Linked DNA regions of Callithrix jacchus: region 1 is linked to region 2. Evidence: chromatin contacts called from public Hi-C data. All regions are on one chromosome and are shown on one strand. The core of a region is the stretch at or near the end of the contact, and the rest is flanking DNA. Distances in the headings are between cores, read along the strand shown.

Evidence for each region. Hi-C and Micro-C count contacts between places; a contact is called where the count stands out from the background.
Region 1: a contact with region 2 is called in a Hi-C map of skeletal muscle, with 3 times the contacts expected there. The contact joins the promoter of ZNF219 here to the promoter of APEX1 in region 2. A contact is called at or near these places in 2 of 3 Hi-C or Micro-C datasets (both in skeletal muscle).

What each region holds. Positions count from the first base shown.
Region 1 is chr8:55,608,382-55,615,406 of calJac240_pri, forward strand. ZNF219 (zinc finger protein 219) reads right to left here and starts at 1,873. Exons shown (of 6, transcript XM_078334479.1): 1 at 1,670-1,873. It overlaps TMEM253 (transmembrane protein 253), which reads left to right. Exons shown (of 6, transcript XM_054239789.2): 6 at 290-4,330. The coding sequence ends at 409. It also overlaps the pseudogene LOC128928789.
Region 2 is chr8:55,177,693-55,184,782 of calJac240_pri, forward strand. APEX1 (apurinic/apyrimidinic endodeoxyribonuclease 1) reads left to right here and starts at 3,191. Exons shown (of 5, transcript XM_078334447.1): 1 at 3,191-3,267; 2 at 3,541-3,669; 3 at 3,869-4,056; 4 at 4,631-4,823; 5 at 4,958-5,739. The coding sequence starts at 3,612. The coding sequence ends at 5,475. OSGEP (O-sialoglycoprotein endopeptidase) reads right to left here and starts at 2,796. Exons shown (of 11, transcript XM_002753708.7): 1 at 2,542-2,796; 2 at 83-202. The coding sequence starts at 2,656. It overlaps PIP4P1 (phosphatidylinositol-4,5-bisphosphate 4-phosphatase 1), which reads right to left. Exons shown (of 7, transcript XM_002753716.6): 7 at 5,833-6,676. The coding sequence ends at 6,533.

The DNA.
Region 1 (7,025 bases), core at 623-3,122, 430 kb after region 2:
CTTAAGGGAAAACGATGGGGCAGGAGGTCCTAGAAAAGAAGAGGTCCTAGAATGAAACTGATTGGCTTTCGCTAGCTTTGGACATTTCTCCCCTAATGGTGGGTAAGAGGGAATTGGGAATCCAAATGATTGAAGTTAAAAGAGTGGGAAAGCATTAGGAAGCTGCCTAAATATTGAAAGGACTATGGGAAACAGGATAAAAAATTGGGCGGGAGAAAGCAGTTTCTTCTGTCTGGAGTTTCTTCTTTCTCACCTCTACAATTTGCTCACACCGGTCTCTGGTTTTCAGGGCTTCTCTGAGTTGGAAGAGGTTCCTGGTTTGGAGAATGGTCCCACGGTGGCCAACACAGGAGCAAATGAGAGGGCGGGACAGCAGGAGCAGACACCTGTTGCTCTCCTTCCACCCTGAGAGAATGCTCTCCAGACATTCCTGCATCCCACCCCACCAAACTCAGAAGTTAGCTGGGATCCCTTGAATCCAATATGAAGTCCGGGAGTGCCTTCAGTTTTCACTCAGAGCAGGCCCCTTTTTCGTTCCTTCCCTGTTAGGGGAAGATATACCTGGACGTTCGAATATATCCTCACCTCACCACCCTGAAAAGCTGTTTTCTCCCTTCCATCCATATCCTCCCTCCCCGTCACCTCCCTACGGAGCTTCACATCTGCCTCAACTCACTCTTCTCTTCGGTCCACCTTTTATAATCCCATCCACTCCAAACCCCGGACCCTGCACCAACGCCAACTCCTTGAATCCAATTCAGGAGTGTTCCAGTTCCCCTTTCGATCCAACTCCTTTCTACTGCTGCGGAGACTACAAGTCCCAGGATGCCCTGCTGTCCCGTGACCGGCTAGGAAATAAAAAGCCTTCCCTTCGCGGTGGGGGCGCTGTGGATGTGCTGAGTGACGCGAGGCGGGGAAGTCTGGGCCTAGCCTAGCGCTTTCTCGGACGCGACCACTGGCCTCGCGTTCGGGGAGGAGCCGGGCGGGCGGTCCTGCACTGGCGTGCCGCTCCCCCAGCCGCGGCAACTGACAGCTGGCTCTGTGTCGCCAGTCCTGCGCAGGCAGCTTCACAGACTGGCGAGGGCTCGGAGTTGGCGCTTGGCAGAGCTGAGGCTTCCCAGATGCTGTCGCCGCACCCCCTCGCAGGAGGGCGCAGGTCCGAAGTCCTGAGACTTGGAGCGCGCGCGAGAAAGGGGTTGGAGATGATGAGTCAGAAACGCAGGGCGTTTCTCGTCCCTTCCCCTGGGGCCTGGGCGCCGAAGGAGTAACAGGCTCGCTGGGCAGGCGGATAGATAGGGTAGGCAGAAGGAGGGACGACGCTGCGACCCGCATCTGTCCCTACCGCTTTCCCGCCTGTTGCGAGCACGCCGGTGTAACGAGCCCGCGCAGTCGCCACCCTTTTTCTCCAGCGGGGGAGCGGGACTGCGCAGGCTCGGCGTCTGGTCTGGCCTGCCGACCTTTGATCCCGGCTGCTATCGGGTTGCTGAACTTCTGGCTGCGTTCAACCCCCACCGTTTGTGACCTTTGCAAGTGTGCAAAGATAACAGGCTCGCGTGGGCTTGGGAAAAGCCCAGGAGAACTGGGAGTCCCAGTAGCAGCAGCAGCTGGGCAGCTTACTAGCCGCTAGAAACTAGAAATTGATCAGAACTGGAGTACCAAGAGAACTCACCCCAAATTCACATAGTGCCCGGGATGGCTGTTCGCCTCATTCTCATTTTTGTTCCCACTTGAGAAGGCTTCTTTCCCTAGAGAATGTTGCTTCTCCTGGCCCAGACAGGCCCAGGCACCAGTGAGTACAGAGCGCAGCCTGGCTGTCTTGCCTTGGCATTGCAGTGGCGCCTGCTGCAGCTCCTCTGTGACAGCTTGGAAGAGTGGTAATAATCTTCCTATGACAAGGTTAAGTGTGAGTACTAGTGGGTGGGGACAGTTCTGGGATCAGAATCTGGAATGGAGAAAAGATCTAGGCCTTCTGCATTTCTACCTCTCCCCCAGTCTAATTGCCAGTGTAATGGAGAGCTCATGTGTGCAGGGCTGAGAAAAGAATAATTTTTTTTTTTTGAGTTGGAGTTTTGCTGTTGTTACCCAGACTGGAGTGCAATGGCACGATCTCAGTTCACCGCAACCTCCACCTTCTAGGTTCAAGCAATTCTCCTGCCTCAGCCTCCCCAGTAGCTGGGATTACAGGCGCGCACCACCATGCCCAGCTAATTTTTGTATTTTTAGTAGAGACGGGGGTTTCACCTTGTTGACCAGGATGGTCTCGATCTCTTGACCTCGTGATCCACCCGCCTCAGCCTCCCAAAGTGCTAGGATTATAGGCGTGAGCCACCGCGCCCAGCTAAGAATAATTTTTTTGAAAGTCAGAAGGTGGTAGATGAGGAAGCTGAGGGAAGAAAATTAACAATTTGCTCTGTTTTCCAGGTTTTAGTGATGTGATCAGATTAGATATTGCATTCTAGTTCCTAGACAAGCTTGATGGCTATGGAAATTAACCTGCATCAGTCAGCTTAGGCTAGGCTGTGGTAAATGCCAAAACCACAGTGGCTTAAAACCACACAGGTTTATTTCTCATGCCAGTGTCCGAAGTAGGCTGGCAAGGGGTTCTGCTCATTGCAAGTGTTTTAGGTACCCAAGTTCATGGAGCGCCACCATTTTGAGATCCTGCCCTGTTACTAGGAGGGTTAAGGTTATGCCTGGTCAGAATGTGAAGTAAGCATGAAGGACTCTTCTTAGACTCTTAAATGCTACCCTGAAGGGATACATTCATGTCACTTCCACTCATTCAGTGGCCAAACCAAGTCATATAGCCACACCCAACTTAAGGAAAGCCAGAAAGGCAATGCCTGCAAGGAGAGGGGAAGCAGAATTACTCATTAAAAGAAACAGTTAGCTGGGTTTGGTGGTTCATGCCTATAATCTCAGCACTTTGGGAGGCCGAGGTGGGTGGATCACCTGAGGTCAGGAGTTCGAGACCAGCCTGGGCAACATGGTGGCCGTCTCTACTAAAAAAAAAATTAGGAGAGCATGGTGGCAGGTGCCTGTAATCCCAGCTACTTGGGAACGTGAGACAGGAGAATTGCTTGAACCTGTCCGCCGTGAGGCGGAGGTTACAGTGAGCCAAGATCACACCGCTGAACTCCAGCCTGGGAGACAAAGCAAGTCTCCAGGGGGGAAAAAAAAGAGAAAGAAACAGAGTTAATCATTTGTGATGATTTTTGAACAGCTTAGCAGTTGAAATTTATCTGTTCCAGCAGTTATGCCCATATCTACTTTTTTGGTTTGGTTTCATGAACCCCTAAGTGAAGTTCTTACTAGAAATTTTTCCTCAAAAACATAATAGGACTGGGAATCAGGAAACCTAGATTCCAATTCTGTTGCTTGGGCAAGTCAAACCTTTCTGAACTACCTTTTGTTCCCTTGGTGGTTATAGTAGTAATATTTATTCTCTCTACCTTACTAGAGTATCAAGGCTAAAATAAAATTACACAAGGTAAAGTACTTTAAAACTATAAACCACTTAAGGTGTTGAATATAAATTGCCTGCAGAAGTGGTTTAAATGATAATTTCTTAAAATTCAAGAGCCAGATTCAGCTATAGTCCTTCAATCATCAGTCGGCATTAGACAAACAGAAGTAATTAAAGTTTTGGATATATGATACAGTTTAGGTAGATCTTGCAAAGTCCAAGAGTCTTAGATTAAACATTAAATTCTTAAAACCTTTCTGATAAAACTTTTCATCATAGCCTCTAGGGCACTGGTTCTGAGAGAAGGCTCATTTTGTTTCTCAGAGGATATTTTGCAATGTCTGGAGACTATTTGTTAGTCACAACTGAGGAGTGGGGGAGGTGGAAATATGTAACAATGGAAGGCGCATTAAATGAAGTCAGATTTGGGATTTAGTTCCAGTGCCACTAATGCTGCTTTCCTGTGCGTTATCCTCTGCCAGTTGCAAGCAAAGACTGTTTGAGACTTGTCCTGTGTTCCTCATTATTCCCCCTCCACACTGCCTATTGCCAGAGTCCCGGGCTGCTCCGTGACAGTGTTCTGCTTTGCTGCGGTGATTCCCAGCAACCACTGTATCTGCCTCTTTCTTCATCAGTTTGGCAGCCTCTGTGGAGGTCACTCATTTTACTTGAATGGGATCTTCACAGAAAGAAGAAACTGACAAGGTTTCCGCTGACGTCAGTGTTCAAAGGCCGTGACCCCTGTCTCTTCTTTTAAATGTTAGAGAAATTCAGTTCATGATATGTGGCTTCATATGCAGCTGTGGCACATTGGTGGTTGGGAAATTATCCATGCAAATAAATTTGACCCTCATTTCTTTGAAATTCTGTTATTTATTCTGGCTTTTAACACATGATTATAGATGACTGACGATATTTCACAAATGAACTCTTCAGTTTCTGAATCTGCTTTTTGGCAAGATGGCTCAGGTTTTGTGCCCGGGGCTGTGTCCTCTGCTGCCATCTCGTGGTCTCTTGGCTGTCAGGTCAAGGTCTCACAAAGCACCTTTCCTAAGGTAATGGCGTTGGGCAGTGGCTTAGTTGGCTTAGGGTGGCGACAGCGCGGGCCCATTACGCTCCTCTCGTTGGTGTGGGGTGCTCCCAAAGTTCCTCCTCTGCAGTGGGTCCCTGAGGGCAGCAGCACACTCCACCTGGCTGGAAACCTGGGCCTCACAATGAGGCAGGAGGCAAAGAGCCCCTCCCAGTTGTCTGCACCCCCTTGGGCCTCTGTGTCTGTTACGCAGTCCTGGCCAGGAACCACCAAATTCAGTGAACCCAACTGCCCAGGAGTAATTGGGGCTGACCTCACCTGCTTGGCCTGAAGAATGCAGTCTCTTGCCACTTGCCACCAGGGGCTGTGATGCTCTTAATTTCAGGTAACAAATGAAGACTCTCCCATCAGGTTTCTAGATTCTAAACCCACACAAAATGGGCCTAGACAAGAAAACAGAAGGGTGTGTTGCTCTATGTCCACACCCTTCATCCTGGCGGGCCCAGCCAGTGCTACCTCAAATTTGACGTTTGATTGATGGACTGAATGGGACAGTGGCAGTGGCGTGGTCGCTGAGTCACTGTGTTTCCTGTAAATATGACAGGATCTATGTACTACAGTGATCAGAGGTCCATCTCCAGGGAACTGGGAATGTGAGAGACTGCCCTAACCTGGGTTGCTGCTGCTCGTGACTGAGCAGGAAGAGAGAAGGCAGGAAAATATTTTTAGTTGCCATTTTTTTCATTGTGATAACGTGTGTGTGTGTGTGTATGTGTATGTATACATATATCTGTATATACATGTTATATATATGGTTAAAAACCTTCTCATTGCTAATACAAATTTGTACAACTTTCCCCTAGTTGTTAGCCCACTCCCCTGACTCCACCCAGTTCCCATAACCCCTAATCCCAGCCTTCTCAAAAAAAAAAAAAAAAAACAGGAAGGGAAGGAGGAGGTGGTGGAATAAGACTGCTTTTGGTATTTGCTTTAACCTGATGTCCCCATTATAATAATTCAGAAGGAAAGGCCTCCTCATATAATTTCCTAGTAGGGCCTCAGGCGAGAGAGAGCCATACTTACAGGTAAATTGCTATTAAGCTAGCGTGTGTTGCTTCTTCTTAAAATTCAGATGCCATTTACTATCATCTTGTTTCTTTTATGTTTGTTCTTGTTTGCGTATTTTTATTTTTCCTGACTTATTTCATTTATATTTTGTGTTCCCTGTTTTACTTCATTCCTCTTAGCATCTGAATCTTTGGTTCATTTTTCTTATCAGACGCTTTTCCTAAGTTCTGTCCAGACTTAATGAATTTTCTTTGTTGATTCTTGACAGTTTTCCTTTGCCATTGTAAAGTTTTCTTTAAAATGTTTTTACCCAAGTCCAAACTTCCAAGATATAATTTATTTGCTTTGCCTCTTTATGTGCTCCTCTCTTTATGTATAAAGAAAACGCTGGCGGGGCATGGTGGCTCACGCCTGTAATCCCAGCACTTTGGGAGGCCAGGGTGGGCAGATCACGATATCGAGAGATCAAGACCATCGTGGCCAACATGGTAAAACCCCATCTCTACTAAAAATATAAAAAATTAGCTGGGCGTGGTGGTGCATGCCTGTAGTCCCAGCTACTCAGGAGGCTGAGGCAGGAGAATTGCTTGAAATCGGGAAACAGAAGTTGCAGTGAGCCGGCATCGGGCCATTGCATTTCAGCCTGGCAATAGAGCAAGACTCCGTCTCAAAAAAAAAAAAAAGAAAAGAAAATTCTATGTGCTCACTTACTCTTATTCCTTTTTTTTTTTTTTGAGACCAGGGCCTGGCTCTGTCACCTAGACTGGAGTGCAGTGGCATGATCTTGGCTCACCACAACCTCTGCGTCCTGGGCTCAAGCCATCTTCACACTTCAGCTTCCCAAGTAGCTAGGACTAGAGATGTATGCCACTACATCTGGCTAATTTTTATATTTTTTGTAGAGACAGGTTTCACCATGATGCCCAGGCTGGTCTCCAACTCCTGAACTTAAGCGATCCACCCGCCTCAGCCTCCCAAATTGTTGGGATTACAGGCGTGAATCACCGTGCCCAGCCCACTCTTATTCTTTATGTAAAGCTGAAGTCATAGCACAGGAGAAATAGAATTTATTCTTTTGTAAATCTCAAAGATAATTATATGAAAAGAAATTGTTGTTTGCAAACCTAAGAAGTGAAACTGGGTCCAGTAGTTACTTGTTATAGAGAGGCCAATTTTAGACTGAAAAATAGAAGCCGAACACCTCACAAAAGATGAGATTTTTTAAAGTTAGGCTCTCAACCTGTGGATATGTTAGAGGTGTTTCTTGTAATGAACTTTCTCATGCACTCACAGGTTATTGAAGCAGATATTCAAATATCAGCTGAGTGGTTGAGTTAGATACCTTTTGATTTCTCTGCCAACACTCAGATTCCATTCATTGGCTATTCAGTAGTGGTGATGTTTTTTAATTGACCCATCCATACTCTCCAATGTCTGGCCCTGGGCAGAATTATAAAGTAA
Region 2 (7,090 bases), core at 1,941-4,440:
GGCAGAGGTAAGGTGTTGGCTATTTTGACCTAGCCAGGTTGCAGGTACATTCCTCCATCGTTGACCACTCTCCCAGCCATACCCTTGGTGTATGCAATGCAATCAATATCCTGAGAGGTTACTCCAGATTCTGTTAGTGCCTCCTGTAGTAGGTCTAGGATAACAGCTCGGTGATGCCTGGCTGTGTCACCTGGAAGGAATCCTAGAAAATGAACATAGGTCAGAGATCACAGGGATTTTCTGTAGCAAAGGTGGGTAGGAAGTTAAAGAAAGCAACAGGAGTTTTAGTGATGTAGGAAGAGACCTTTCACTTTCCTTAAGCATCCTATCTTCCAGGTTTTCAGATACATACTCTTTCCAGCTTCTACATAGGCCGTTCAACTTTCAGAAATGCTCTTCTTCCTACCCAACTCCTACTCAGCCTTCAGGACTCAATGCCAGTGGTATCTACCTCATACTCTTTGGTGATCTTTCTCTGTGACCCTACAGAACTCTATGGATGATGATGTCATTTATTTAACATAATAATTATAGCATTATAATTTTCTATGGTTTGCTCTTTTTTTTAAAAAATATGTATATTTTTTCTTTTAAAGACAGGGTTTCACCACGTTGGCCAGGCTGGTCTTGAACTCCTAACCTCAGGTGATCTACCCGCCTCGGCCTCCAAAAGTGCTGACATTACAGGCGTTGAGCCACCACACCCGGCCTGGTTTGCTCATCTTAATCATGAGTATCTCAAAGCATTGAGTATTTTATTTATCTTTGTATTCCCAGTGCCCAAGTGTCTAGAGGAGTGAATGTTAAATATACATATATATTTCTAATGAGTAATCTGTCACAATATCACCTGTTCAGGGAGGTTTTTCAGATACATGCAAGTCAGTTGCTCTCTCCTATGCATACAAGTGTTTGAAGGATGAGTAGGCAAGATATAATCGCTTACTAAAAATATCAACTAAAAGTTGTAATGTGTTTGGTACTTTCATCTTATCTTTAAGATTTAATGATACATGTATTATTCCTATCTTAAAAACAAAGACTAGGCCCGCGTGGTGGCTCAGCCTGTAATCCCAACACTTTGGGAGGCTGAGTTGGGAGGATCACCTGAAGTCAGGAGCCCAGACCAGGTTGGCCAACATGGTGAAACCTCATCTCCACTAAAAAAATAAAAATTAGCTGGGCATGGTGGCACACACCTGTAGTCCTAGCTACTCGGGAGGCTGGGGTAGAAGAGTCACTTGAACCTGGAAGGCAGAGGTTGCAGTGAGCCGAGATGGTGCCATTGCACTCTAGCCTGGGCGACGGAGCAAGACTCTGTCTCAAAAAAAATTAAAAAATAAGCCGGGTGCAGTGGCTCACGCCTGTAATCCCAGCACTTTGGGAGGTGAGATCACGAGGTCAGGGCAGATCACGAGGTCAGGGGTTCAAGACCAGCCTAACCAACATGATGAAACCCAGTCTCTACTTAAAAATACAAAGATTAGCCGGGCATGGTGGTGCACTCTTGTAATCCCAGCTACTTGGGAGGCTGAGGCAGGAGAATTGCTTGAATTCGGAAGCCGGAGGTTGTGGTGAGCCGAGAGCGCGCCATTGCACTCCAGCCTGGGCGACTCAGTGAGATTCCATCTCAAAATAAAATACAATTAAATTAAAATTAAAAATAAAAATAAAGACCAAATGTCCAGAACATATTTAATATGAATATTACAAAGCCAGCCAGTTCTGTCTGGCATGTAAGCTGGGAGTCTTTTCCACTCTTCTCTCTCCCCATCCTATTTTTTTTAAAGCATTTTTTTTTTTTAACAGGAGTGTATATTCGGGCCGGGCGCGGTGGCCTAAGCCTGTAATCCCAGCACTTTGGGAGGCCGAGACGGGTGGATCATGAGGTGAAGAGATCGAGACCATCTTGGTCAACATGGTGAAACCCCGTCTCTACCAAAAATACAAAAAAATTTAGCTGGGCATGGTGGCGTGTGCCTGTAATCCCAGCTACGTGGAAGGCTGAGGCAGGAGAATTGCTTGAACCCGGGAGCCGGAGGTTGCAGTGAGCCGAGATGGCGCCATTGCACTCCAGCCTGGGTAACAAGAGCGAAACTGCGTCTGAAAAAAAAAAAAAAAAAAAAAAAAAGGAGTGTATATTCAGGGCAACTGGAATCTATATTCCTACTAAGCATTTTTTAAACAGAATGTTTCGAATCCATCTCTATTACACTGTTTATCATGCTGAAGAATAAACATCTATTTATATATCTGATTCCACAACAAAATCATAACATCTATTTCTAAACGCTTAGCACATAAAATGCGCTCAATAAAAGGTAAACTAACTTCTCAGATCCACCTCCAAGTGCCTATACCTCTTCTAGCTATCAGCCCTGTGATGTCAATAAAGTCACATAATTTCCCTGAGACTCGGATCAAAAGCTGTAAGAACGGACAATGCACCCAAGGCCCCACTTAACTAGTATTTAGGAAGATGGAAGACTAATTCCGTGCGGGGAAGTGCGCGGAAAACTCTCAAGTCCCTTACTAACCCACCTGTGCCCGGAGGCGTGACATAAGTCCGCCGCGGGTTCGCCAGCACCTTGCCATCCCGCACCACTCCCACGCCAATCTTATTGGCGCTGCCTTCAAAACCGAGCACCGCCGGCATGGCGAAGCCGGGGAGAAAACGCCGACAGGACTCCTAGCAACCTAAGAAGTGGAGGTCCTTCCAAGTCCGCGCTGTGCCGCAGCTTTCCGGGGCACAGAAGAAGAAGGCGAGACTGCAGATAGCACTGCGAGAGACACCACAGAACTCCCGCGAGCGGAGACCCGTCAAGGCCCCTCCAGGGACCTGTCTTCCTAACTGCCAGGGACGCCGAGCCGCCTCTGTGCTTTACATTCCTATCAGTTTTTCTATCCCTTTCCTATGGTCCAGCCCAGCCTTCGCTATTGTTTTTTTCCCCTCTTGCACAGCATTAGGATCTTAAGCCACATTCAGAGAATGTGCCGTGCATCTGGCACAACAATAAACACCCCGAAGGAGGGTTGGGGCCTTAAGTCTCCTGGGGAGAAGGGAGGCTAGGCCAAGTGTCTCCATTACGTGGTACCAGACAGACCAATCACGCACATTCTTCTGCCACGTGACTGGAGTCTCGGATCACGTGACCAGATCCGCTACCCACGTGGGGGCACAGCGTGCACCGTTCTTTGTGCTCGGGTTAGGAGGAGCTGTGCTGCGTTCTGACCAGTGCAGGCAGATACGGGGTTACTCTTCTGCTCGTAAGAGGGGCTTCGCTGGCAGTCTGAACGGCAAGCTTGAGTCAGGATCCTTAATTAAGATCCTCAGCTGGAGGGCAGATCTCGCCAGTAGGGTAAAAGGCACTATGAAATGATCTTGTTAGTGGGTGAGGGGCTGAAGGGCATATGATGCACGGAGGCTGGGAAAGGATTGAGACATAACATGGTTTGAAAAGCGGGGACCTGGTGCGGGGACGCTTTAGGGGAGGAGTCTTCTCCCCAGGTTTAGCTGATTTCATTTATTTGCGTCTGTAGGCAACGCGGTAAAAATACTCCTTCGGTGGGCGACACGGTACAGGTGCCTCCGAAGGGCGTTCGTTACGGGAATGCCGAAGCGTGGGAAAAAGGGAGCGGTGGCAGAAGACGGGGAAGAGCTCAAGACGGGTAAGAGAATGAAATAAGCCCCTCTTCCTAGAAGCTGCGGCGGGAATTTCCTTGATAACGGTAACTACAGGCCGCTCATTTTTTAAGGGGTTTGTGAAGAAGTAGCGGTAACATCACACTTTTGTTGGGTTTATAGTTAACGCCGGATCGAGGTTGGAAACTACCAACTTTTTGTCACTATGTATTACTCATTTTATAGAGCCAGAGGCCAAGAAGAGTAAGACGGCCGCAAAGAAAAACGACAAAGAGGCAGCAGGAGAGGGCCCAGCCCTGTATGAGGACCCCCCAGATCAGAAAACCTCACCCAGTGGCAAACCTGCCACACTCAAGATCTGCTCTTGGAATGTGGATGGGCTTCGAGCCTGGATTAAGAAGAAAGGATTAGATGTAAGTGGAATTTAAGGAGGGGAAGAGAGTATTTTTTCCTTTTTTTAAATATCATTTTCTACTTTGGTAGAGATATTCTTTAGTATTGAATGATCTTAGGGGTTTAGTCACCCCTTTTTTCCGTTTAGCCTTCAGGCTGTTTTGTTTTTCTCCTGCCCAGGAGAGCTTTATGTGGGGCTTCCCCACATTTTGCCAGTCGTGTTTCTAAATGTCCGTTTCTTCACTTCCATTGCCATTTTCGTTTAATGTTCTCTCCTCTTCCCAGACTGTTGCAAAAACCTTTTTTCTATACTTCCTCCATTTTATCTTCAGCATGTCCTCCATTCCATTAACTATAGCTTAAAATCTTAGCTTGCCATCCACTGCCTATGGAAAAAACACAATCTCCTTAGTAGAGCGTGTAATACTTTATCTTCCTCTATTAGTTTTTATTTATATAGCTTATAATTGTTTAAATGTTGTACTACTTGAACTCATTAGGCCAAGGGACTGTTTAACCTGTGCATATCTATGACTTAGCACATATTCAGTAAATGTTCTGCTGAATTGATGTTTTCCACCTTTTCACTTATAGTGGGTAAAGGAAGAAGCCCCAGATATACTGTGCCTTCAAGAGACCAAATGTTCAGAGAACAAACTACCAGCTGAACTTCAAGAGCTGCCTGGACTCCCTCATCAATACTGGTCAGCTCCCTCCGATAAGGAAGGGTACAGTGGCGTGGGCCTACTTTCCCGCCAGTGCCCACTCAAAGTTTCTTATGGCATAGGTGAGACCCTGTTAATCCCTAATGCCTGAGCTCTTCAAAACCAATAGCTAATTCTCCATCTCTGCCCCACCTCTTGATTGCTTTCTCTTTTCTTGTGGTTTTTTTATGCTAATTCTGTTTCATCATTTCTGTAGGTGAGGAGGAGCATGATCAGGAAGGCCGGGTGATTGTGGCTGAATTTGACTCGTTTGTGCTGGTAACAGCGTATGTACCTAACGCAGGCCGGGGTCTGGTACGACTGGAGTACCGGCAGCGCTGGGATGAAGCCTTTCGCAAGTTCCTGAAGGGCTTGGCTTCCCGAAAGCCCCTTGTGCTGTGTGGAGACCTCAATGTAGCCCATGAAGAAATTGACCTTCGCAACCCCAAGGGAAACAAAAAGAATGCTGGCTTCACGCCACAAGAGCGCCAAGGCTTTGGGGAATTACTGCAGGCTGTGCCACTGGCTGACAGCTTTAGGCACCTATACCCCAACACAGCCTATGCCTATACCTTTTGGACTTACATGATGAATGCTCGATCCAAGAATGTTGGTTGGCGCCTTGATTATTTTTTGTTGTCCCACTCTCTGTTACCTGCATTGTGTGACAGCAAGATCCGTTCCAAGGCTCTCGGCAGTGATCACTGTCCTATCACCCTATACCTAGCACTGTGACACCACCCCTAAATCACTTGGAGCCTGGGAAATAATCCCCCTAAACTACCATTCCTTCTTTAAACACTCTGAAGAGAAATCTGCATTGTATTTCTCATCTATAAAAATAGGAATCCTCCAGCCAGGCTCCCGCAGCAGACTTAGATTTCTTTTAAGCTCAAGATTTTTTTGAGGGTTTCTTTAAAAAAAAAAAAAAAAATTGAACAAAGGCTACTAGTAACTTTGTTTGAATTATCCACATGAAAATAAAAAGCCATAGTTTCATCCTTGCTGTCTTTGTGTCTTACCCCTTCGTGGGGCTACACATTCCCTTTCTCCTTATATTTTCATGCATACAAGTTAACAACTGAAAAAGGGTAGAGTCATGACCTTATTTATTTACAAGCACAGGATAAGTCCCTAACCTCCCCAAAGACAGAGCAACCCTACCCAGCCCAGTTAAAATACTGCAACTGGGGGGTAAAAAAGGTTGGAAGGAGGAATTAGGGAAAATTCAGGAATAGGGGAACGTATCCCACATCAAATAGTTATATATACATCAGTTCCTGTGGTTCTGTACAGAGCAGCGGCTGACCCCACCCCCACAGGACACAATGTGGGGAGAGGAGACTGAGGGTTTTGAGGCCAGAGCCAACCCCTGGTGAAGTGCAATAGCAGCAGCAAAGTCCCAATGGTGCACAAGAAGGAGGGGAACCCCCAGGGCTACCCACCCCCACCCTGCCCTGGAATGTATAAGGGACAGGAATGGCTCTCAGGGAGCACACAGGAAGGACAAGGCTGGAACCGTCTTTAGGACCCAGTTTTAAGGGCAACATCTGCCTACTTCACCCTAGACACAGCAACCCTTGGAGGAAAGCAGATGGTCAGCAGTGGTCTTACCTGCCCCTCCAAACCTAAGTGAGGGCCTGGTTCCTTCCTACCTCTCCCCAGGGAAAAGAAAGGCAGCTGCTTGGCTTCCTTATAGAAGCCCAGGGAGCCTTTTACTACCCCAGCTCCCTTTGTAGTGTCACTGTCCCCACCAGGGAGGGGCCAAGCACAGTCTTGTGGGTCATCAGGCTCAGGAGAAGTTCTGGACAGGGTGGCTGACCTTCATACAGGCCCAATAAAGGGCCCGGCCCAAACACAGCACAGCCAACAGGATGACAAATGCCCAGGCGGCATAGATGCCTCCATATCGCCGTGCATGCTTCCATGTGCCAAACTGATGAAGATACGGAGGGAGAAGAAAAGAAAGACGGGGTTAATGTTGGTCTCCACTACCTCCTATTAGTCCTAAGAACATAGTAACTTGGGCTTCAGTCCTTGTTTCCTATCCACATGTAGCCACCTTAAAGGTAGTTGTTCAGCTCCCTTCCCTTAGGCAATAACATACTCATCCCATCCCACACTTACCTGTCAGTTTTTCTTAATATCTGACAAGAGAGCCAGGTTTGCAAATAGCAACTTTTACATTAAGCACTTCTCCACTGTCCTATCCTCATCCTACAGAGAGAGGATGGCTGTTTTTCACTCTTTTAGTAATAATAAAGACTTTTATCTGCTACCTTCCATTTCAGCTCACACATATATTAAAACTACTCCCCCCGGTTTCTTCCATTTTCTTTAGGGTAGCAAT